7 separate regions of the Mus musculus genome follow, and regions 1, 2, 3, 5, 6 and 7 are each linked to region 4. Evidence: chromatin contacts called from public HiChIP or PLAC-seq and promoter capture Hi-C data. All regions are on one chromosome and are shown on one strand. Each heading gives the region's core, a stretch centred on a gene start, on an enhancer-like site or on the middle of the called end of the contact. The rest is flanking DNA. Distances are from core to core; before and after follow the strand shown.

Region 1 (2,700 bases), core at 145-2,644, 1.6 Mb after region 4:
AGAGCAGCAATCCTGCCCTCCATCACATCTCCGACTCCTGCACTCATGGACAGAGCATATAAGGTGGCCCACGTGGGTTTGGAGTCCAGCAATGCATACCGATATTCTCTAAAACAGCTGCTGATGGGAGGAGACTGGAGATGGGATTCCATATCAGGGTGACAAGGTGACCAGGAGGTATGAGCTGGAAAACAACAAGGTTCACAGGGATACCCAGCAATTGCAAAGTCCCACCTAACAGCTTTCTGGTCTACTGTAAATGGAGGGGCCACTTTCATCCCATTGACCAATAAGGTCACAGAGGCCAAGTGACCATTAAGAGTCACCTGCATAGAAGTGGTACAACCAAATGAGAACCCAGCTCTATGGAGTTCTAAATCCACATTGTTCCCCGATAGAGAGCTGCTGGTGATGCTTTTCGGATATATATATACACACAATATATACACACATGGGTTAACATGCTCATATCTGTGTGTGCACAGAGAAACAAACAAAAAGGCTTCAACCCTGCTGTGACCTATGGGTTCTAGTGTTCTGTGAGAGTGCTCCCCTCCATGGGAGGCATAAGTCCATCCCTGCGGTCCTCTCACAGAGGCAGCATTGGGTCTGTTACTGTCTTCAGTTGGCCGGCATGAGCACCTGCCCAAGCCACTTCATCTTCACAGCACACGTTCACATCTACTCCCACCACACTTCCTGGCCTGGCTCCTACAGAACACTTTCAACCCTTTCTTTCCACTTCCCAAGTCCCAGAGCTGATCTCCAGGGCCAATCTGACTCCCTTGCCTGTGCAGTAAGCCAGCGCTTGCCCATCAATGATGGGCATCTGGCCCTGGCAGGTCCCTGTCCTCTGGGACTCACAGGCAGACAGGTAGCTAATCACAGTCAAGGGAAACATGGGATCCAGAAAAACAGCTTCTCTCCCACAGAAGAGCTCTTGTGTGCTCAGGGTGTCAGCCCGGTGGGAGAAGACCCAGGGGACTTTCTACATGCCCAGAGACCCCCACCTTGATAAGCCTTTGCCAGTGTGGCTCTGGGCCACAATTTGGTAAATAATGATAGAGCCATCCATCAGCCTGGTGGCATGTCCTGGACAACAGGGGCCTCTGCCAGCATGGTATTCTGTTTCTCAAAGCCCCCTTCCCGGTGCAGTTCCTTTATTCCAACTTGGGAAACAAAGCCTGGGAGTCCAGCCATAACAGACTTGCAAAGCCCACACGAGAAACTACCTGGGTTGGCAGGAGGGGTTCTGCTTGGTGGGCCTCTGTGCAGCTGCATAGCCTTAAGAAGAGTGAAGCAGACCCCTGGCCTGGTGGGTACTGGAAAGGGACCTCTCCAGTCTCCCTAGAAGGAGGCAGCTGGCCAGGGTAGTGTCATGTTTCCTGAGGAGCCTGACTCCTTTGAAAGCTTAAGGGTGCCATCTTGTGCTTGAGAGTTGTCAACGCACCCGGTTCCCAGTGGGATGCAGCAGGAGCTATCTGCCCGCTGCCTTTCTCCCCTTTTCTTCCTCTAACCCGGGGCTTCTTGACCTCTGTAGGATCCCCAGCTACCAGAAGGGTCTCAGTCCCGAGAACCTGTTGGGGGGGTGATGCTTATTTGAGCAGTCTGGCACCTGCCCTGCATCCTGAGTCACCTTCTCCGTGACACCTTGTTGGTGGTCCTGACCCTTTGATGCTGTGTTCTGTGCAGCCTGCAGGTAGGTGGGCAGGAGGGGACTGTGAGAGGCAGGGCCTAAAAATCCAAAAGGTACTTATTTATGAGAAAGGAAGAGAGAGATGTAAAAAAGGCGAAAGGGCAAAGGCGTGAGAGGAGAAGAAGGGGGCGAGGGAAGAGAGATGGGAAGGACTGTAGAAGACAAGAAGAGAGGGGGGAGCTACTGTACTTGCCTTTGGCTAATTGCAGCTGTAGCATCTAATTTCAGAAATTATTCTGTCTGTTCAGGAGCACGTGTGCATGTTCTATGGATTCAGAGGATGTGCACATTTGGGAAACTGACACAAATAAAGGAAAAAGCCACTGTCCCTAAGTGTACTGTCCCCATGGGTATCAGGTTCTTCATAGGGAGAGACTAGGGTGGGGGCAGTGTTTACAGAATTCAAAGTTAGGTCTTCCACCCACTGGATATCCTTCCCCCTGACTTCACTGCCAGACTCGCAGAAATGCCTGCTTTGAGTTTTAACTCATTTCCTCTTGATTTTTAGATTCAAACATCTTCAAATATGGCGGGGGTGGGGGTGGGGGCAGAAACAGAAGATATTTGCAGCAAAGAACAAAGTAAAGAAGACAGCAGAGGGTCCAAATGGTCCTCAGTACTTCATCAGGCTTAAATCTTCTTCTGTTTTCTCTTTCTGAAATAAAATCCAGGGGCAGCATTGAGAAACCAAATGCAGACATACACACAGAAAACACAGACAGACAGGGAGACAGCTGTACCATCTTCATAAACACAGAGCCAGCCCTTCCCAACTCGCACAGCCTGGCCTAAGTGACAGGGCATAGCTACTAGCCAAGGAGTTGTGTGGCAGTGTCACACCTCAAAGCCCATCACTGTGTAAGAGAAGTACACACTTACACACACACATATGAATAGAAGATCTAGAGAGGGCAAAGCTGCAAGTGTTTTGTTGGTATCTTTTGTGCTTTGAAGATAAACAGCCTCAGGGGAGTGAAGAGAAGGGACATGAAGATCACCCCAAG
Region 2 (2,890 bases), core at 341-2,840, 1.5 Mb before region 4:
ACTGGTGTAGAGAATTCCCAGACCCTTCTCTTTCCCTTTGTCATTCAGGCACACATATCTATGCAAGCTGGGGATTGAACCCTTGGATTTGCTGGACACGGAGGCTATCACCAAGCAGGACCACAGCTGTTTCTTGCTGGACACAGAGTCTGTCACCAAGCAGGACCACAGCTGTTTTTTTCTTGCTAGGTGTGGTAGTATGTCTGTAATCCCAGCACCTGGGGGGTTGAGACAAAGGTTTGGTGTCTGTAGCAGAGAATCTGTTTATTGTTCTGAAGGCCCTAGGCTAGAGCTCCGAGCACTGTAAGAAAGCAAGCTTTCAGTTAAGAGTGGTGGAACCACTGGGAAGCTGGGGCAGGAAAAAAAGTTTAAGACCAGAGTAGGTTACAAAGCGAATCTGTCTAAAAAAAGACATCAGATTCAGTCTGGTGACATGGCTCAGCTGCAGTGAACTTGCATGTGCAAGGCCCTCGTATAACCTTAGCACTCCAAACAAAACAAACGGAAATCAAGGCTGCATAGCTATAATCCCAGCTCTCAGGAGGCGAAAGCAGTAGGATCGGAAATTCAAGGTTAGCTTTTGCTACACAGCCAATTCAAAGCCAGCCTCGGTTATGACATTGTCTGGGAAAAAACAAAACACCAAATGAAGCTGCTTCTAGTGACCTGACCCACTGCTACTAAGATAGCTTCTTTTGAGGTTCACAAGCCCCTTCTCTATCCCAGAACTGTATCAAGAGGGAATTCCAACCTCCAAGTACAGAGAAGCTACTGGGTAGGTTACAGGGAGGATGCAGAATCCTCAAAACTGGCCCTCCAAAGGTCTCTCCAACCGTTCCTGTCCAAAAATGCCGTCCTTTCTCGCATGCAGCATACCACAGCACTACCCAACTCGCCATTGATGCTGCAGTAGAATACTGGCAAATTTTTTGTTTTGCTTTGTTGTAAACAGCTTCATACAGTGCAGCCCAGCCTGGCCACGAACCAGGGCTGGGACTAGAGTTATACATAAGCACTCCCGGACTGCATTTTTCTTAAAGATGCAACCTAAAAAACTATCTGTAAGCGTGCATAGAGACAGCGAGACCATGTGTGCTCCCATTGCTGGCGCTCGCAGGTTCCGGAGGAGATTGGGGAACTATGGGTCAACCGCGAGCAGGAGGGGCAAACTCAGCACCCAAGGCCAGACGCCCAAAAACCTGGCCGCACGTCCTCATGCCACGCCTATCTCGGAGCCCGCCCACGTCTGCCCACCTCCAGCCTGGCTTCAAGACCCGCCTCTTGGCCTCTGCAATGCGCGCACCTCGGAGTCCCAAGGCTCAGACCTCGAGCCCCGCCCCCAGACTCTTCCCTACCCGCCTAGGTCCCAGTTACTCCAGCCTCAGGCACAGCCCCCGGTCCACTTCTGCATTAGACCTTAAAAACAGCCGCCCTCCCGCGCACTCCTGCCTCAGGCCCCGCCCATGCCGGCGCACGCGCCGCACGTGCCACACGCTCCCCCGCGTTCCTCCCCCACCTGCAGGCCCCGCCCCCCAGCCAATGGGCTCCGCCGCCGCGTGCGTCCCGCCCCGCCCCGCCCCTTGTCCCTCAGTCCAGTGTCGCCTGGCCTCAGAACTGAGCGGCGCAGGCTGCCCCTGCTACCTCTCGGTGACCGCCTCCCAGGCCTGTCGCAGTTGGGTTCGGGCTCCTTTGCCGAGCCACCATGTCGCAGAGCGGGGAGGAGAACCTGCAGGGTGAGGCAGTGGGCCGAGAGGGGCCGCGGAGGCGGTAGGGTCGCGGGCTGGGGTGCGGTGAGTGGAGGCCGCGATGCAGTTCGGTGCAGCCGGGGCTGGGTGGTGAGCCTCGGGGCATCTTACAGACAGTACCTTCACAGGCAGGCCGGGTCTTTCTTTCCTGCTCTGTTCTTCACACTGTCATAGTTCTGTATTTTCAGACTCTGTAGGTCAGGGGAGCCTCGAACTCTGCGATCCTCCTTCCTCAGCTTCCCGAGTAGCTCAGATTTCAGGCCCTTGGCGTCCCCTTGTTCAGAGTTGCTTAAGTGAGTTAGAGGTTGCAGTTGAATTTTCAGTGCTTTGATTGAAGTCATTAATATTTATGACTGTAGTGCCTTTCACTTTTCCTACTTGGTACTGGGGACAGAACCAGATCTGAACGTGCTGGGTAAGTGCTCATTTCCCGAGCAACACTACCAGTTTTCATTTTATTGCTTTAAGACATACTGGTCTTGAACTTGTGATCCTCCTGGTTCAGCCTCTAGAGTAGCTGGAATTTGGAATTAACAGGCTTTGCCGCTGTGTCCCCTCTCCCCCAATCTTTACCCCTGGCTTGCTTTGTTGCCACTTCCTGATGGAAGAGGAGGATACAGGGTTTCAGACCTCTGTCAGGTTTTAGAGTTAAGAGGTGGGATAGCCGCACAGTGGTGGCACAAACCTTTTATCCCAGCAATCAGGAGGCAGAGGCAGGGGGATTTCTGTAAATTCGAGGCCAACCTGGTCTACAGAGTGAATTTCAGGACAGCCAAGTCTACAAAGAGAAAAACAGAGAGGGGGTATGGCTGGAGGTAGTGTGGAAGAGAGCTACAACAGCTCAAAAGGAGGGTAAAGTGCTTATAATTTAGTTCAGTAGGCTCACTGCAAGCAGTGAAGTAGATTGTAGGTTAAAATGGAAGTGAGGCTGGGTGTGGTGACACACCTAAAATCCCATCATGGGGTGGGTGAAGTTGAGTCTTGACAAATTCCAGGTTAGCCTGGACTACACAGTCGTACCAGGCTAGTTCGGGGCTCTGTAGCCAGACCCTGTCTCACAAATAACAGAAAGGCTCTCCCAGCATCAGCCTTTACAGACTGTTAGCACTGCGCAGACAGCTGCTAGTTTTGCAAGGCCAGCCTGG
Region 3 (2,828 bases), core at 264-2,763, 1.4 Mb before region 4:
CACAAAGGGGCCACTGAGGCTCTTTGTTGTGAGGTGGTGCTCTGGCTGATACCAGAAAGTCTTGTTGGATATTTAGATCACTTTATTGCAGACAATTCAGTTATTTTGAGCAATGTCAGACTTGAAGCCACTCCTATGCCCTACGTCCAAATAGCTCCAGTTAGGGGAACATTCCCTGGGTCCATCCCATTTCATGTTCCTGTGACGCTGGGTGATGGGCTAGCACCCCCATCCTGACCCCATGATACCTCTCAGAGATGCCAAAGCAAGAATGCAGAAGACAGACAGTTCTCCAAGACCACTTGCTCACAGAACTGTCTTCACAATGGCCCTACTTTTAAAACAAAAGCCACAACTCAGGATCTGCAGATGTGAGAAAAGTCAACCAAACAAAGCAAACACTTAGAAGAAAACAAATGTCCACTAGTAAAGGATCCATAGTGACCACTAACATCTTTAGCCCTGTTGTCTACTAACAGCACTTACTGTGCTAGTGTCATTGTAAGCTGTGCCTGGGAGGCAGCTACTGTCATCCTGGCCTGTCTGAGAAGGCACTTTTACCTGAAATGTAAGCAGCCTAAAAACTGCAAGGCGCAAGGGCAGAGCACAAACACAGCTGGAAGATGGGTTTCAGTGGCCCATGGCCCAGTTGACAGTTCTAAGATGAGAGAGAAAAGAAGAGTATCAGAGGGTTAGGACCAGAGTCTCCTAGGTGCAAAGGTCTGCAGGCCAAAGGGCTGATGAGCCTGCTACAACCCAGGCATAGGTGCAGGACAAGGACATGTACACAGAGCAGGAAAGACCCCAAAAGGAAGCAGAGCTAATAGTAACACACAGTTTCAGGGAGATGGATGAATACTAACCATCCTTAAAACTTTAAGAAACCCCCCCCAACAATTTCAACTTAAGATTCTTTACCAAGTCAAGTTTTAATTAAAGTTGAAAAAAGGAAAAAAAAAAAAAAAAAAAAAAGGTGCCCTGAAGGCAACTTAAATGTCCACTCAGGAGAACAGATATATACGATATATAATCATTACAAAAGAACGCCACAGAACAATGAAAATGACCAAGTAACTAGCATCCACAATCAGGATAAAAAGCAGAAGCACATACTAATAGTGTTAAGATCACTTATATCAAATTCAAAACCAGGATGATTGACTATGTGGGTGGGTGGATGGGTGCTAGGTGGTAACTATAGCAGTGTTACACTCCAAACCAAAAAAGTCCTATTAGCTAGGTCAGAGCTGGGGTGGAGCCATGTTGGAGAGAGGAAAGTCTTGGCTGTGCTCACTCTCACAGCAGAAGCTCCTGCTGTGTGGTCACTGCTGCATGCCTGGGCCTAAGCCACTGTGCACATCTATCAAGCTACTGAGTCCTGCTTACGCCAGGTGGCCATCTAGACCCTTAGGCCCATTAGTTGTACTCCTCCAATCTGACTCCACTCCCCACATTGCAACCTCCACCTCCTCCAAGGTTCTCTGTGCCTCTTTATTCTGAAACCCAGGAACATTTGGAAGCCATTAACCTCGCCTTCTCCAACCCTGCTCACATAAGCTCAGATTTCCTTCATCGCCTTCTCCAACCCTGCTCACATAAGCTCAGATTTCCTTCAACCCTTGGATGTTCTTGCACAACTGCTCCTACCTTTATCTGTCACTGACTGCATTATATATACCTTTGCTGACTTCAAACTACCACTGGCACACTAGACCCCTACAGTGTTACAGATTCACTTAAAAACATACTAGAAGGAAACAGCCATGCCTTCACCCCTAATCTTCTGCAGCAATATTCTTATCCTGCAAGAACTTGATCCTATGATGACCCCCTGAGGGACCAAACAAACCTTCTCTTGTTTCTCATTGATCTTCACAACTCCAGAGGAGAATGCTTAGTTAAGCAAGTGTCTGATCTCTACTGGCTTTGCCAGATATCTTGGCCAAGCATTTCTTAATTCCCTCTCATCTGAGGGCTCTTTACTCTCAGTATTTCCTGAACAGCTCCTGACTATACTGCTCAGAGCTTGCCCACTGAAGTTCACTTAAGCCTTGGCAACCATTAGCAGATCAACTGTCTGGCTTGTGAATATGCAAGCAGCAGGCTGAAGGGAGGACATTCCCTTCCTACTCTGCAGCATGTATTGAGGCAAACACATGATGCAGAGACTTATAGGACAGATGATTCTAATAAAGAATCTCCAGGAGAAAAAAGTCATCTGAACATTGGCACTTTCTCACACGCAAACATCTGTAAGAGGAAATTACTACATATTCACAATGCAAAGTATTAACTGCTTTTCAGTTATGCAGAGTTTATTGAGGATATCAGGTAAGCCAGGCAATGCCCACATATTCTGATATAGTCATAGAGGACTGGGAAAGAACACTGCACAGAAAAATAAAAATTGTTCTACCAACAGATGCATGTACACAGAGTTTCTATGTGGTATTTATTTGGGGTAGAGGGCAGGGAATCTCATATCATCCTGTCTCAGCCTCCCAAATGCTGGGATTACAAGAGTACACCAGTCAGGCTAATTTTGTCTTTTTTAAATAAAACAGTTATTTTATTGTATGTACAGGTGTTCTGCTTGCATGTGTGTCTATGTACCATGTGCATGCCTGGTGCCCGAGGAGTTCAGAAGAGGGTATTGGGAACCCTGGAACTGAAGTTACAGGCAGTTGTGAGCTGCCATGTGGATGCTGGGAATTGAAATGAGGACCTTAATCACTGAATCATCTCTTCCACACTTCTAACTTTGCCTTTGGATATAGATCATCCAAAGGCAAATGTTATCTCTGCTCAAAAGGAAGACATAAACTGAG
Region 4 (2,700 bases), core at 95-2,594:
CTTGCAGAATAAATGGCATGCTAACTTTTACCCACTAAGGCCTGTTTAACACATGAAACATAAAGACAAACTAAGCATGTGAAACACACACACATAAAAGAATCTTCTCAGACGATTTAAGTTCAAGCTTTTCAGGACATGTCCACACAAGCCCTCATCACTTCAGGAGGCCATCTCTGACGTCCTCCGAAACGCCTGGTAAACGACCTGGCTGGATCCATCAGAAGTCAGCTTCTACTTAATGTTACTCTCATTCTCCCTTTTTCTTTTCTTTGGGGGGAAAAAAATTTAAAATCAAGTAAACCTGAAATGCGAAAGGGTTGGAAAGGACTGGTTTTGTTGTTGATGAAGATGAGTTGTTGTTTTCGGTGCTAGAAGTTGAACTCAGGGTTTCTTGTGTATTAAGCACTAGCTACACTGCCAGCCTCTGAATGAGCTATTGTAATTCTCCTCCATACTGTATGGAGTAGCAGATGTCAGCCAGTCAATCTGCCACCTGCCCACTCTGCTCAGTGAGGATACCAAGGCCCCCACATTAGTGGAGAGAGCTTCCGGTACGCCAACCACAAAACAGAGCTTTAACAGAACCGGTCCATTCACCCGGGAGGAAGCCGAAGGGGAGGTTAGGAAACTTGCCCCAGGATTACAAGCACATAAGGGGCTAAGGAGAGGTTGGGGATCCCCGGCAGTGGGCCCTGAAACCCCTCCCTCACCACTCTGCATGCAGATCAAGGCAGGGCAGCATCCTAGAGCGCCGAGGTCCTGGTTTCCCACGCATCCCCAGGGCTGGCCTCAGGAAGGCTTGGCCAAAGGCGAGGCGCGCGCACCCGGCCGCCGCAGACCCTCCCTTAGCCGGCTGGTGGTTCAGGAAAGCCCGGGACCCTAGCTGGGCCTGCAGGCTGGTCGCCAGCCAAGGCTTCCTTCAGGAGGCGCCACATGCGGGTCTCCGGAGGGCAGGTCCATTGTGCACGCGGGCCGCCGCGGGCCGCTTCCCTAGGAGGGGCTACCGCCGCGGCCCAAGTAGGGCCGCCGTTGGACCACGAGCTCAGCTCCGGACGTGCCGCGTTGGGAAGCCGCCCCCAAGTCCCGTGACCCCCCGGCCCGCCGCCCTCTGGTCCCCGGGCCCTCTCGCCGCCCCCGCGTACTTGGTTTTGAGGCGCAGTAGCTCTTCAAACTGCTGGGCAGAGCCGACTTCCACCACTGCCACGGCTGCCTCGCCTGCCTCGGCCGCCCCCGCCGCCATGCTGTCTCCGCCAGACACCAGCAGTCGAGCGCCGGAGGCTCGATAGGGCCGGACGGACACGCGAGGAGGCTGCGCACGGGGAAGCCACGCCCGCTGAGATCGGGGGCCCACCCCTGACACACTATGCCACGCCCTCCGGCACTGAAGGTCACGCCCTCGGACTGGGAGAACTGGGAGGCTCTGGGTTGGGCTAGCGGAGCCTCCTTGCTTTGTATTGGTGTGCTAACTAGCTAGATGCCTTGGCCCCTGGCTGTTGTAGCTCTGGAGCTCAGAAACCTGTAATAGGAAGGGATGTAAGTATGTGTGTATTGTAAATTAGAGTGAAGTCAGAATAGAACATTGGCAAGCTGAAATCTCACATGAAGCTGCATAAAGATGAACTAGGAAGTCTTAAGACTAAAAAAACAATAGTGTCTGAGCACAACCCTGATAGTCCTTGTACCTCAGTCCTGGAGGAAACTCGAACTCTTCTAGAGGTGCCCTCAGAACCCCATAATCAACCTTCAGTACAACTCTGTGACACCTGTTAGCCGTTGCAGCCTTGACACAAGACCTAAATGGCTCGCCCCATTGCCTCTAAGAACCGTTAGGCTCCTTTTTAGAGTTCCTGCACCTTCCCACCCAGGCCCAGCCTCCATGACCCTCTTACTAGAAGCTTCCCTGTACGGGCAGTGACTCGCCAGTGGTATCTTCTCCACACTCTTTCCCATGCTAAGGCAGGAAGTTCCTTAAGTTTGAGTCCAGCCTGGGCTCTACAGTGAGTTCCAGGCCAGCCTGAGTAACAGTAACAGATTACAGATTGAAATATTTTCGATCGATTGGGAATTAAATATGTCCTTTTACCTCTGCTCACTGAGCCATTTTAAAGAACACAGGAGAGTTGCTTGCGGTGGCCACTCCTGTATCCTATTGGCAGCCCTGCTCCTATGATTACAAAAGCCCTGGAAGCTGTGTCACACACATCTTGAGAAACACCCCTACTAAAAATGTGGATCACAGTGCTCCAAATGCAACAGGACAAATTGTTCTGCTTCTTGGCTGGGGGGGGGGGGGGCAGAACCCCAAACTTAGGACTGTAAGAAAATAAACATACGCCAATACCAATAAAGCCATAGAAACCTCAGAAAGACATCAGGGTCACACGCGGACATTAACATCCTGATTATAGTATTGTATTACAGGTTTGCAAGGTGCGATGGGTTGTATATGCTCAGCCCAGGGAGTGGCACTATTAGAAGGTGTGGCCCTATTGGAGTAGGTGTGTCACTGTGGGTGTGTGCTTTAAGGCCCTCATCCTAGCTCCCTGGAAGCCAGTCTCCTCCTGGCTGCCTTTGGAACAAGTGGTGGAACTCTCAGCTCCTCCAGCCCCACATCTGCCTGGATGCTGCTATGCTCCCACCTTGGTGATAATGGACTGAACCTCTGAACCTGTAAGCCAGCCCCAATTAAATGTTGTC
Region 5 (2,700 bases), core at 59-2,558, 1.5 Mb before region 4:
GCTCTAAGGGTTTAAATTCACAACCACACGTTGGCTTCCTGAGAAAAGAGGGCCAAGAGGGCCTTGTTCTCGGTGTATTAATTGGGTACCTTGGTGGAAAGAGGACCCTGGCCTTCTTCACTCCACCTACAGAGCAAGCTGGAAGTACCCACTCCCGCAACTCTGTTCTCTAGTTTGGGCCCCACAACCAAGGCCAGAGCCTTTTCTGGTGTCCTGCTGTTCTGCAGAGAGCGCCCAGATCTGAGTCACCACTGGCTTCACTGCCGGCTTAGCTGTATTTGCAGGCAGTCGGCAAAGAGGGCTCTGCACATTTCACCATCTTGTGGAGGAAGCCTGAATCTAGCTGGGAAGCAGAAGGTTTGGTTTTTTTGTTTTTTTGATTTTTGCCTTTTTAAAAACCCTAACATTTTCTTTTTTAAGTAGGCAAGGTCAAATGGATAGGCAGGTCCTTTTCCTAAGAAAAGTGCCCAGGCCAGCGTCCTCTCACCAACTCCCAAACGCAAGTAAATGGTAATTCGGTGGCCTTGCATATCCTCAGCATAGATCCCACTGCTGTGCGTTCATCCCGGAAACGGGAACACGGGAAAAATTTAAACCATCTGCCCCAAAATTAAAAATCTAAAAGGCCTGGCAGCACCATCCTGGAGGAGGTACTGTGAAGACGACGAGTCCCCAGCGGCAGCGGCAGCGGCGGCGGCGGCGCACCTGCGCGTCCACACCCAGCGCAGCGTCACCGGCAGCTCCCTAGGCCTGCGCTGGGCTGGCCCTGCTCCCGCACACCGCGGGAAACCGGTGCAGTGAAATAAATTGCCAGTGGAACGCGAGAAATCTCCCAGAGAGGCAAACACCCCAACTCGGGCAAGGCCTCCGGACCCCGGATCACCAGGGAGAGTCGAGCAAGCCCCGCCACCCTGCTCCATCCCCGTGCCATCCCGCTCCATCCCGGCGCCACCCCAAGAGTCGCTACCCTGCGCCATCCCCATACACCCTGGGCATCGCCACCCTTTTCTATTCCCGTGCTATCTCCGCCACCCTGGGCGTCACCACCTTGCTCCATTCCGGTGTCATCCCCGGCACCCCAAGCCACCTACAGCCCGCAGCGCAGGGCATCCGCCAGCCCTGAATATTCAGTGCCAGGAGCGGGTGGAGCGTAAGGAGCCCTGCAAAGCGCGTCCCTCATCCCCTCCCAGGTCAACTGTGGGATGCGTGGGATCCTGAGGATCGCACCGCTGCTCACCAAGGTTCCCCTCGATCAGGCTTCGGGCGGCGGCGTCCGACGGTCGGGCTCAGCCATCGCAGTGGCGCTGCGGCGGGCGGGGGCCGCGCGTCACCACGGGCAGCGCCCCGAACCCCGGCCCGCCCCTGCAGGCGCTCCAGCCGGCGCCGGCCCAGCGTCGCCCGCCCCTTGGCTTCCCCAGATCGTTGCGCTTATTCCTTTAAGAAATAAGTCCTGGGTCCGTTAAAGTAAGAAATGACATTGCCGAAGATGACCCTGGTGGTTTAGAGGGTCCCGCTGTGCTGTGTGGGGATCTAAAAGCCATCCAGGTTAAATGTGCCTGCGGGTCGCCCAGGGCCACGCGCCTACGAGGGACTATCCGTGGTAGGAATCACTCACCCTCATTGCGTGCTGGATGTGAGCAGCCATGAGCAGCGCCCGCGAGTTGCACGTGGGTGTCCCAACCCTTAACCCTTTGCTTCCCGGCTCCAAAAGCTGCTTTCCAGGGCTCTGTAGGGAGAGAAACGTTTTTTTCAGGCTTCAGCAAACAAATGTTATCCCGGACCCCAACATTCAGAGTTCTGTCCTCCCTGCTTCTCTTTGCCCCCTCCCCTTCTGATACTGGACATAGAACCTAGGGTCAAGAGCTCTGCCTAAAACCTGTATCTCAGCACTCTGTTCCCTCACTTTGTTTGTTTGTTTGTTTGTTTTGTCCTGTGATCGTGTGTTCTAGTTTCATTTCTACTGCTGTATTAAAGTCCAAGACGAAAAGCAACTCAGGGAACAAATAAGTATATTCCAGCATGCAATTCCAGGTTATAGTCTATCATTGTGGGAAAGTCAAGGCAGGAACTTCAAACAACTAGTTACATATATCTGCAGTCAAGAGCCGAGAGAAGCGCATGCTCTCACTTGCTTATTCGCTTGTGTTCAACTCCCATTTCTTCACTTTGGGGTTGGGGGTGTCCCTCTGCCTAGAGAATGGTACCACCCACATGGGGCTGGGTTTTCTCACATTAATTTATTACATCCTCACAGAAATGCTCACAAGACTGCCCCATGTAGACAATCTCTCAGTGAGACTCTTTTCCGAGGTGACTCTGTCTAGGTTGTGCCAAAAGACAATTAAAGGTAACTGTCACATCCAGACATTGTGGTGCGTGCCTCTAATCCAAGAACATGGGAGACTGAGCACAGAATAACAAGAAACTTCACAAAACATATAGGTATTCTGTCTGGGTGGGCCTTCACCTGACAGAGTGAGTTCTGAGGGTTGGATGACAGGATAGATAGATGCAGAGAGAGGGTGAGTACTGGAGCGAAGAGCTCCTCAGGTAGACCACCATCCGGCAGACTACATCACACAGCCAGCACGCACGCACGCACGCGCATGCGCATGTACACACACAGAGCTGCAAGTGGGTCGGGGGTGGGAGGCACGTGTCGGGTGATGGGATCTCCAAGTAACAGGTCTCTAACTGATA
Region 6 (2,826 bases), core at 10-2,509, 1.4 Mb before region 4:
TACTGTAGCGCTTCAGGAGACCCCATGACAAATAAGTTCCTCTTGCTCAACAACAAGAGGTGGAGATCCAGGGCTGACCGACGTCTACCTGGCCAGAGATTGGACTGGACAGACTAGCACACCTACGACCACAAACAGGGTATCCAGAGCACTCGGTGCTCCATCCCGTCCTGAGTCCAGTCCAGCATGGGCCCCCGGAGACTGATAACCCTGCATGGTTCTCCTTCCACCTTATACGGGTGCCAGGGAGATAGATGAAAGACCCTTTATATTGCATGGGCTCCCACATTAGTGTCTGGGACCTGATTTACCCCACAGGGCCTCAAGATCAACTGCCATGCCCCCCTATCTCTCTCCTTTCACAAAAATGGACCTCACCTCACCCCGTGGTACCAACTCCTAGCGGAATCCCGGGGTCGCTGCCTAGTGTCTACAGTCCTTTTTCTTCACTCCGTACAGACGCTAGTGAGACATGCATTTAAGATCGTTATACACCCCAGACTCCAAAGACCTGTGGCCGCATCTTCCTTACATGGCTCGATACCTCTGCCCCGGCCTTACCTTCTTACAGACCCTCGAGGCCGGCGTCCACGGTCGTCTCCCCATAGCCTCCCGAGGCTGGCCTCCATGGCCATCTGTGCCCACCGACCCCTGAGGCCGGCGTCATGGCCATCATCCCCATAGCCTCCCAAGGCTAGCGTCCACCGCCGTCTCCCCAACAGATCCCCGAAGCGGGACTCAGCCGCAGTCTCTCCCCAGCCCCGCGTCCGCAGCCGTCTCCCTACGGACACCCCTCCCTCTCTTCAGCCGCTGGCCGGCCGAGGGTCTCCCGGGACAACGCCGGTCAGGCGGGCAAAGGCGGCCGCGTCCGGACCGGCGGCTGAGCGAGCATGACCTTGCGGGGCTCGGGGGTTGGGGTGGGGTGTCGGTCGGGCCTCACCTTCCGCCACGTCCTCGTCGACAGCGCCCTTCACCTGCGAGAAGCACCACTGGAAGTCGTTGCCGCCCGCCGGGCAGCCGCCGCCTCCAGCTCCTGCAACAGAGCGCGCCGTCAGGCCGGCCCCGCCCCGCCCCACCACCGTCCAGTCCGCCCGCCCGCCCCGCTCGCTCGCTCGCGCACGGCCCTCACCTGCCATGGCGCGGGCGGGACGCGCCCAGCCGAGCGCGGCCGACCGAGGCGCTCCGAGCGCTCAGCCCCGGCCGCCACCGCCGCCGCCGCTGCCGCCACCGTCGCCGCCGCCGGGGAGGGAATTTTTTCCCCTTTTCAAAATGGCGCCCAATGCCCGTCGCCCCGCCGGATGACGTCATCCCCCTCCGCCTCCTCCGACGGTCAGTGCCGCGGGGGCTGCCGGGGGCGCACCGTGCGCCGACTGCGTCTGCGCGAGCTGTCTTGAGGTTGGACCTACGTAGCCGCTGCGGTCCAAGGAGAGGAGTGTCTTGGACTAGTCCGCTGGCAGATAGAGGCGGCCTTCTCGAGTCGTGTCAAGGCTAGGACGCGACGCCCTCTACGTTCTTAAGGCCTCAGACTTTCTTCTGCGGCCGGCTGGACTGGATGCTCGAAGGCCTGGGCCTTTCCTACAGCTGAGCCAACGGGAACGCGGAACCTCCGTGGATCTGCCAATAGAGAGCGCTCGGCCGTGGGCAGGCGGGGCCTCTGATCCCCGGAGCACCTGGAACCCAGCACCTGCGTGCGTAATTTTGCCCATCATCCAGGCTCTCTTGCCCCCAGAATCTTTGATCGTAGCTTCTGAGCACTGATCTCATCAGAGTGCTACTTCAGGGATTCTTTGAGCTCTCAGTATAGCCCCTAGGGAACCGTTCTCGACATTTGCTTTATTTGTGGGTGTGTTTTTCTAGCATGAAGAGGAATTATTTGTTCGTGGGCTTGACTTATCCGAAATCACTATGAAGTTGGCAGTGAGCGTACTGCACCACTAGAGGGCAGTTGTTCCAAACCAGAGCATTCTCCACTTCAAAAATGTTTTGCCTTTTAGCAAGTGCTTTTTCTATTCTCAGTCTTGGCTGGGATGCTGCTTGTGTAGAGGTGATGTGTCTGTCCTGGTGGAGTTTACTCTTCAGCGGAGAAGAGACAATAAGAAAAACCTGGGGAAAGTTAAGTGGACTAGAGTTAAATACAACACAGAAGCAGGGGAAGGAGATTGGAGCAGTTGGTATCTTTAGGAGAGCAATTAGAGGAGATAAGAAAGAATCTCAGGCTGACGTCTTGGGCGGCTGCTAGAAATGAGAACAGCTAGTGCACAGGCTGGGCCACCCTGACCTTTTCTTTCCGATGTTTTATTTTTAATTCAATTGCACACACACACTTTGATTAGGGTCTTGCCATGTAACATGAGGCTGGTCTCTAAATTGAAATACGTCTGGTTCCACCTCGTTGGCGCTGGGTTTACAAGCACGGAGCACACCTAAGCTTGCTAATGTGTTTAAAGGGCAGCAAGAAGCTGTGGGGAGAACAGAAGTGGCCAAGGAAGGCTAGTCATAGCAGTGGAGGCAAGGTGGTCCGGGACAGAGCAGGAAGCTGTTTTCAGGGGGTGAACTCTGATGAGAGGGCTGGCTATGGCCAAGAGCTGGAGAAAGTCATGAAGAAATAGGGCCTTCCATCAGTAGCAGCACTCAGGGTTGTTTCTGAAAGAACTGTCTCTGAGTTAAGTAGGAGGATAAAATGAGCTGCATGTGTCTGGGTGTATGAGAGTAATGGAGAAGAATAAGAGACATGGAGTAGTGAGGATATAGGAATGTCACCCAGATGACACTCCAGAGCATCAGGAGAGTTAAGAGCATATGTATAGTTCTGGGAGGACGTTTTGG
Region 7 (2,706 bases), core at 166-2,665, 1.6 Mb after region 4:
GACTGCCATGCTGCTAAACCTTGAGGAAGACCCAGATGTGAGACTCACAGAAGGAAGGGTGTGACCTTGACCTCAGAAAGTACTAACTCTATCCTCCACAACCTGCCTTTCCTGGCCTCCCACTGATAGAGGCTTCAAGGGGTACACCATCCCGCACCTCCAGAACAGCCATGTTGCAGAACCAGGTGCAAGGTGCATGCAAGGAGAGAAACAGAGATGGGGGGGGGATTGAAAACTTCGCTCTTAGATATTCTTGCAGTGATGTGGAATCGGCTCCCTTTGTTTGCTCCACAATGGATCTTATCTTTGGTTGAGGGCTGTGTTCCCGACTATTATTACCCTATATAAAAGGCTCCCAGGCTGTTCTCCCACTTGTTCAGCGGCACCGGAGTGGCATAGCAAATTTAATCGAAGCCCCAGCTCCTGGGAGAATCTTCAGGGAGACTGCTGTCCTCTCGATGCCGTTATCTCCTCTTCCTTGTGTTGAGGAAGCATAAAAATCACAAAAAAGTCATTCTGAGCATATTCTTCCTGATAATTATTGTCAGACTCTGAGATAAGTACCCTACGTGATGTAATGTGTGTTAGACTGGGCCCCTTGAATGCCAATCCTGCTGTGCCTGTGGCCAGACAATGGCCACTGACATCATTGGGGCCTCTGTATTTTGCCATAGACAAGAGAGAGCTTTGATTTTTTTGTGTTTTGATAAGGCACAATCTGGGGGCCTTTATCTCTGCTGTTATATTTAAAGATGACATTCTAGCCCTGCCTTCTTGCCTATTGTCTTGACCCTGATTATCTCCAAATGTTGTTGTTTAGTCAAACTCACAGGCTTAATGAAAGGCCTGCTCCCAATTTAAGGGAAATTATTTAAATGCAGAGTATCCTATACACTGTGGTTTCAAAAAGAACTAGGTGGTTAATCAAAAGTTAATTGTCCAATTCTCATGCAGATTAGGGCCTCTTGCAAATGAATCCCAGGTTGGGACCACTAGAAAAAAAAAAAAAAAAGAAAAGAAAAAAAGAAAGAAAGTACCAATCAACACTCAGGGACCTGCAGACGGGTAAACAACCAGCCGGGCTTAATTTGTAGTAAACAAAATGAGGATACACTAGGGGTCTCCGAAGGAGAAAAAAAGGTGAAAATAAATTAAAGCACAACATACAGATAGGATCTTTTTGTTTGAGGCCATCTTTCAAAACCGTAAGCTAAATGAGGAAAAGCCAGCCTTTTAATATTTACTGGAAACTGTGCACTGGAAAATGACGAGCAAGCCCATAATTATGCTGCGGTTTTAGGTGGAAGCTTGAGGCGGCAGATGGCCATTGTCCTCTGACACCACGACTTCCGTGACTGGTCCCTCCTGGTGGTAAGTGACACAATGCCACCTCCCTCTTGCTGAGGTTTGAGGTGCTCTGACTCCCTGACTGTGTCTTCCAAGTGAATGTCAGTTCCTGTCCCTACTCAGAGAGCCTGCATCAGATCACAAAGTAACAACAAGAGCGGCTTGTAGGTTCCCAGGAGAGGAGTGGGTGCTTGTATGCAGGCTAAAACCCCCAGAGAATGTGTCAAGAAACTAATCCAAGCCACCATCCCTTCCCACCCGACACCCCCAGTCTCTCCTAGTGTCAGGCCAGACTCAGCCAAGGCTCTGGAAGTCGCCCGGCCCACAGCCTCTTCTCAGTCTTTAGCAGAGCCTGCACTGTCCCACCGGCCTCAGCAACAACAAAGCAAGGCTCCAAGATATCTCTGAAGAATTACTTCATTTGGAATGAGGCTCTGGATGGAGAGATCAGGAAGGGAACATCCTCTCTCTGGACAAAAACAAGAATTCAGGATCCTTTCCCTCCGTGCTTTAAATAGAGCAGGATTAAAGGTCCCTGCTCCAGGACAGTGTGGAGATACCATGGGCCAAGGCCAACTATAGTAATGTCTGTCGTGTGTGTGTGTGTGTGTGTGTGTGTGTGTGTGTGTGTGTGTTTACAATGCTTGCCTGACACACTGCACTCATTCTCAAATTCTGGGCTGAATTTTAGAAGACAAAATAAACCTTGCTCTCTTGTGGGTCATCTATGTCCCTGTATAGAGGAAATGACAGAAGATACAGGAGTAGAGAGAGACGATGCTGTCACTCAGGAAGTACACCCTTCAACCAGACCCCTGGGAAAATAAATGGCTTCTTATGTATCCCCGCCAACCACCAGCTCAGCAGGGCCTACCCCAATTCCAGCAATACCACAGTTCCTGTTTGAACAAGCAGGAATAGCCAGGTTTGCGCACACCTTTAATCCTAGCACTCAGGAGGCAGAGGCAAGCAGATCTCTAAATTCAAGGTCAGCCTGACGACAGAGTTCCAAGGCAGCCAGAATGAGACAGAGAAACCCTGTCCAAAATTAAAAAAAAAAAAAAAAAGCAGGCCAAGATTCACCTGCTCCTGGGAAACCACTTAGGTGTCTCCAGGTAACCAGCCATACGGCCACCTCTTGCAGATCTTTCTCATACCTATGTAATAGCCTGGGCCTGCAATGCTTGAGCCAAAAGTAAACGCCCTCCCAGTCTAGAGATAAAGCCTGGCACTGCTCTCCCCAAATCCTCCAAGGGCTAAACCTCGCTGTCCCATTGCCCAGAGCAGGCCAGTCACCTATCAGAGGAAACCATCTCTTCCCTGGCGCTCGGGCTATACCGCAGCCTTGGAGTACGCCAC

What was found. Promoter capture Hi-C pulls out the DNA fragments that hold promoters and counts their contacts. HiChIP or PLAC-seq counts read pairs in DNA pulled down with a chosen protein or histone mark.
Region 1: an H3K4me3 HiChIP or PLAC-seq map of neural tube shows a contact between it and region 4, with 7 times the contacts expected there. The contact joins the enhancer-like site here to the promoter of Glrx3 in region 4. A contact is called at or near these places in 6 of 39 promoter capture datasets (the 3T3-L1 cell line, cranial neural crest, frontonasal cranial neural crest and 2 more), 1 of 484 Hi-C or Micro-C datasets (ventricular fibroblasts), 5 of 115 datasets of contacts at active chromatin or transcription factors (embryonic forebrain, embryonic midbrain, forebrain and 2 more) and 1 of 9 other capture datasets (embryonic stem cells).
Region 2: a contact with region 4 is called in a promoter capture Hi-C map of pre-B cells. The contact joins the promoter of Bnip3 here to the promoter of Glrx3 in region 4. A contact is called at or near these places in 16 of 39 promoter capture datasets (the 3T3-L1 cell line, 3T3-L1-derived adipocytes, the C10 cell line and 10 more), 3 of 484 Hi-C or Micro-C datasets (the G1E-ER4 cell line and embryonic stem cells), 9 of 115 datasets of contacts at active chromatin or transcription factors (the 230-238 cell line, embryonic stem cells, extraembryonic endoderm stem cells and 3 more) and 2 of 9 other capture datasets (adipose tissue and liver).
Region 3: a contact with region 4 is called in an RNA polymerase II HiChIP or PLAC-seq map of embryonic stem cells, with 5 read pairs. The contact joins the enhancer-like site here to the promoter of Glrx3 in region 4. A contact is called at or near these places in 9 of 39 promoter capture datasets (the 3T3-L1 cell line, 3T3-L1-derived adipocytes, the C10 cell line and 5 more) and 3 of 115 datasets of contacts at active chromatin or transcription factors (all in embryonic stem cells).
Region 5: a contact with region 4 is called in an H3K4me3 HiChIP or PLAC-seq map of pro-B cells, with 10 times the contacts expected there. The contact joins the promoter of Jakmip3 here to the promoter of Glrx3 in region 4. A contact is called at or near these places in 6 of 39 promoter capture datasets (the 3T3-L1 cell line, cranial neural crest, hippocampal neurons and 3 more), 1 of 15 datasets of contacts at CTCF or cohesin (large pre-B cells) and 6 of 115 datasets of contacts at active chromatin or transcription factors (the 230-238 cell line, embryonic stem cells, epiblast stem cells and 3 more).
Region 6: a contact with region 4 is called in a promoter capture Hi-C map of pre-B cells, with 10 times the contacts expected there. The contact joins the promoter of Ppp2r2d here to the promoter of Glrx3 in region 4. A contact is called at or near these places in 21 of 39 promoter capture datasets (the 3T3-L1 cell line, 3T3-L1-derived adipocytes, the C10 cell line and 12 more), 3 of 484 Hi-C or Micro-C datasets (embryonic stem cells, muscle stem cells and regulatory T cells), 29 of 115 datasets of contacts at active chromatin or transcription factors (the 230-238 cell line, the NIH/3T3 cell line, SST interneurons and 17 more) and 3 of 9 other capture datasets (adipose tissue, embryonic stem cells and liver).
Region 7: an H3K27ac HiChIP or PLAC-seq map of extraembryonic endoderm stem cells shows a contact between it and region 4, with 11 times the contacts expected there. The contact joins the enhancer-like site here to the promoter of Glrx3 in region 4. A contact is called at or near these places in 7 of 39 promoter capture datasets (the 3T3-L1 cell line, 3T3-L1-derived adipocytes, cranial neural crest and 4 more) and 6 of 115 datasets of contacts at active chromatin or transcription factors (astrocytes, embryonic forebrain, embryonic limb bud and 3 more).

The regions. Positions count from the first base shown.
Region 1 is chr7:135,835,950-135,838,649 of GRCm38.p6, reverse strand. No RefSeq gene overlaps it. Among named protein-coding and RNA genes, the nearest start is that of 6330420H09Rik, 17 kb to the left of the region's middle. Within about 2 kb of position 1,394, at least 23 of the 459 cell types and tissues checked have an H3K27ac peak or open chromatin away from gene starts, as enhancers often do. A contact at or near this core is called in neural tube, where this site is marked.
Region 2 is chr7:138,908,206-138,911,095 of GRCm38.p6, reverse strand. Bnip3 (BCL2/adenovirus E1B interacting protein 3) reads left to right here and starts at 1,590. Exons shown (of 6, transcript NM_009760.4): 1 at 1,590-1,733. The coding sequence starts at 1,703.
Region 3 is chr7:138,862,851-138,865,678 of GRCm38.p6, reverse strand. The region is part of intron 2 of Ppp2r2d (protein phosphatase 2, regulatory subunit B, delta); the gene reads right to left. Among named protein-coding and RNA genes, the nearest start is that of Ppp2r2d, 18 kb to the right of the region's middle. Within about 2 kb of position 1,513, at least 35 of the 459 cell types and tissues checked have an H3K27ac peak or open chromatin away from gene starts, as enhancers often do. A contact at or near this core is called in embryonic stem cells, liver and second pharyngeal arch cranial neural crest, where this site is marked.
Region 4 is chr7:137,436,217-137,438,916 of GRCm38.p6, reverse strand. Glrx3 (glutaredoxin 3) reads right to left here and starts at 1,344. Exons shown (of 11, transcript NM_023140.5): 1 at 1,146-1,344. The coding sequence starts at 1,243.
Region 5 is chr7:138,939,338-138,942,037 of GRCm38.p6, reverse strand. It overlaps Jakmip3 (janus kinase and microtubule interacting protein 3), which reads right to left and starts at 1,308. Exons shown (of 20, transcript NM_028708.2): 1 at 1,238-1,308.
Region 6 is chr7:138,844,819-138,847,644 of GRCm38.p6, reverse strand. Ppp2r2d (protein phosphatase 2, regulatory subunit B, delta) reads right to left here and starts at 1,259. Exons shown (of 9, transcript NM_026391.2): 1 at 1,130-1,259; 2 at 941-1,033. The coding sequence starts at 1,136. Mapk1ip1 (mitogen-activated protein kinase 1 interacting protein 1) reads left to right here and starts at 1,378. Exons shown (of 2, transcript NM_001045483.1): 1 at 1,378-1,688.
Region 7 is chr7:135,793,085-135,795,790 of GRCm38.p6, reverse strand. No RefSeq gene overlaps it. Among named protein-coding and RNA genes, the nearest start is that of Gm36431, 22 kb to the left of the region's middle. Within about 2 kb of position 1,415, at least 8 of the 459 cell types and tissues checked have an H3K27ac peak or open chromatin away from gene starts, as enhancers often do. A contact at or near this core is called in extraembryonic endoderm stem cells, where this site is marked.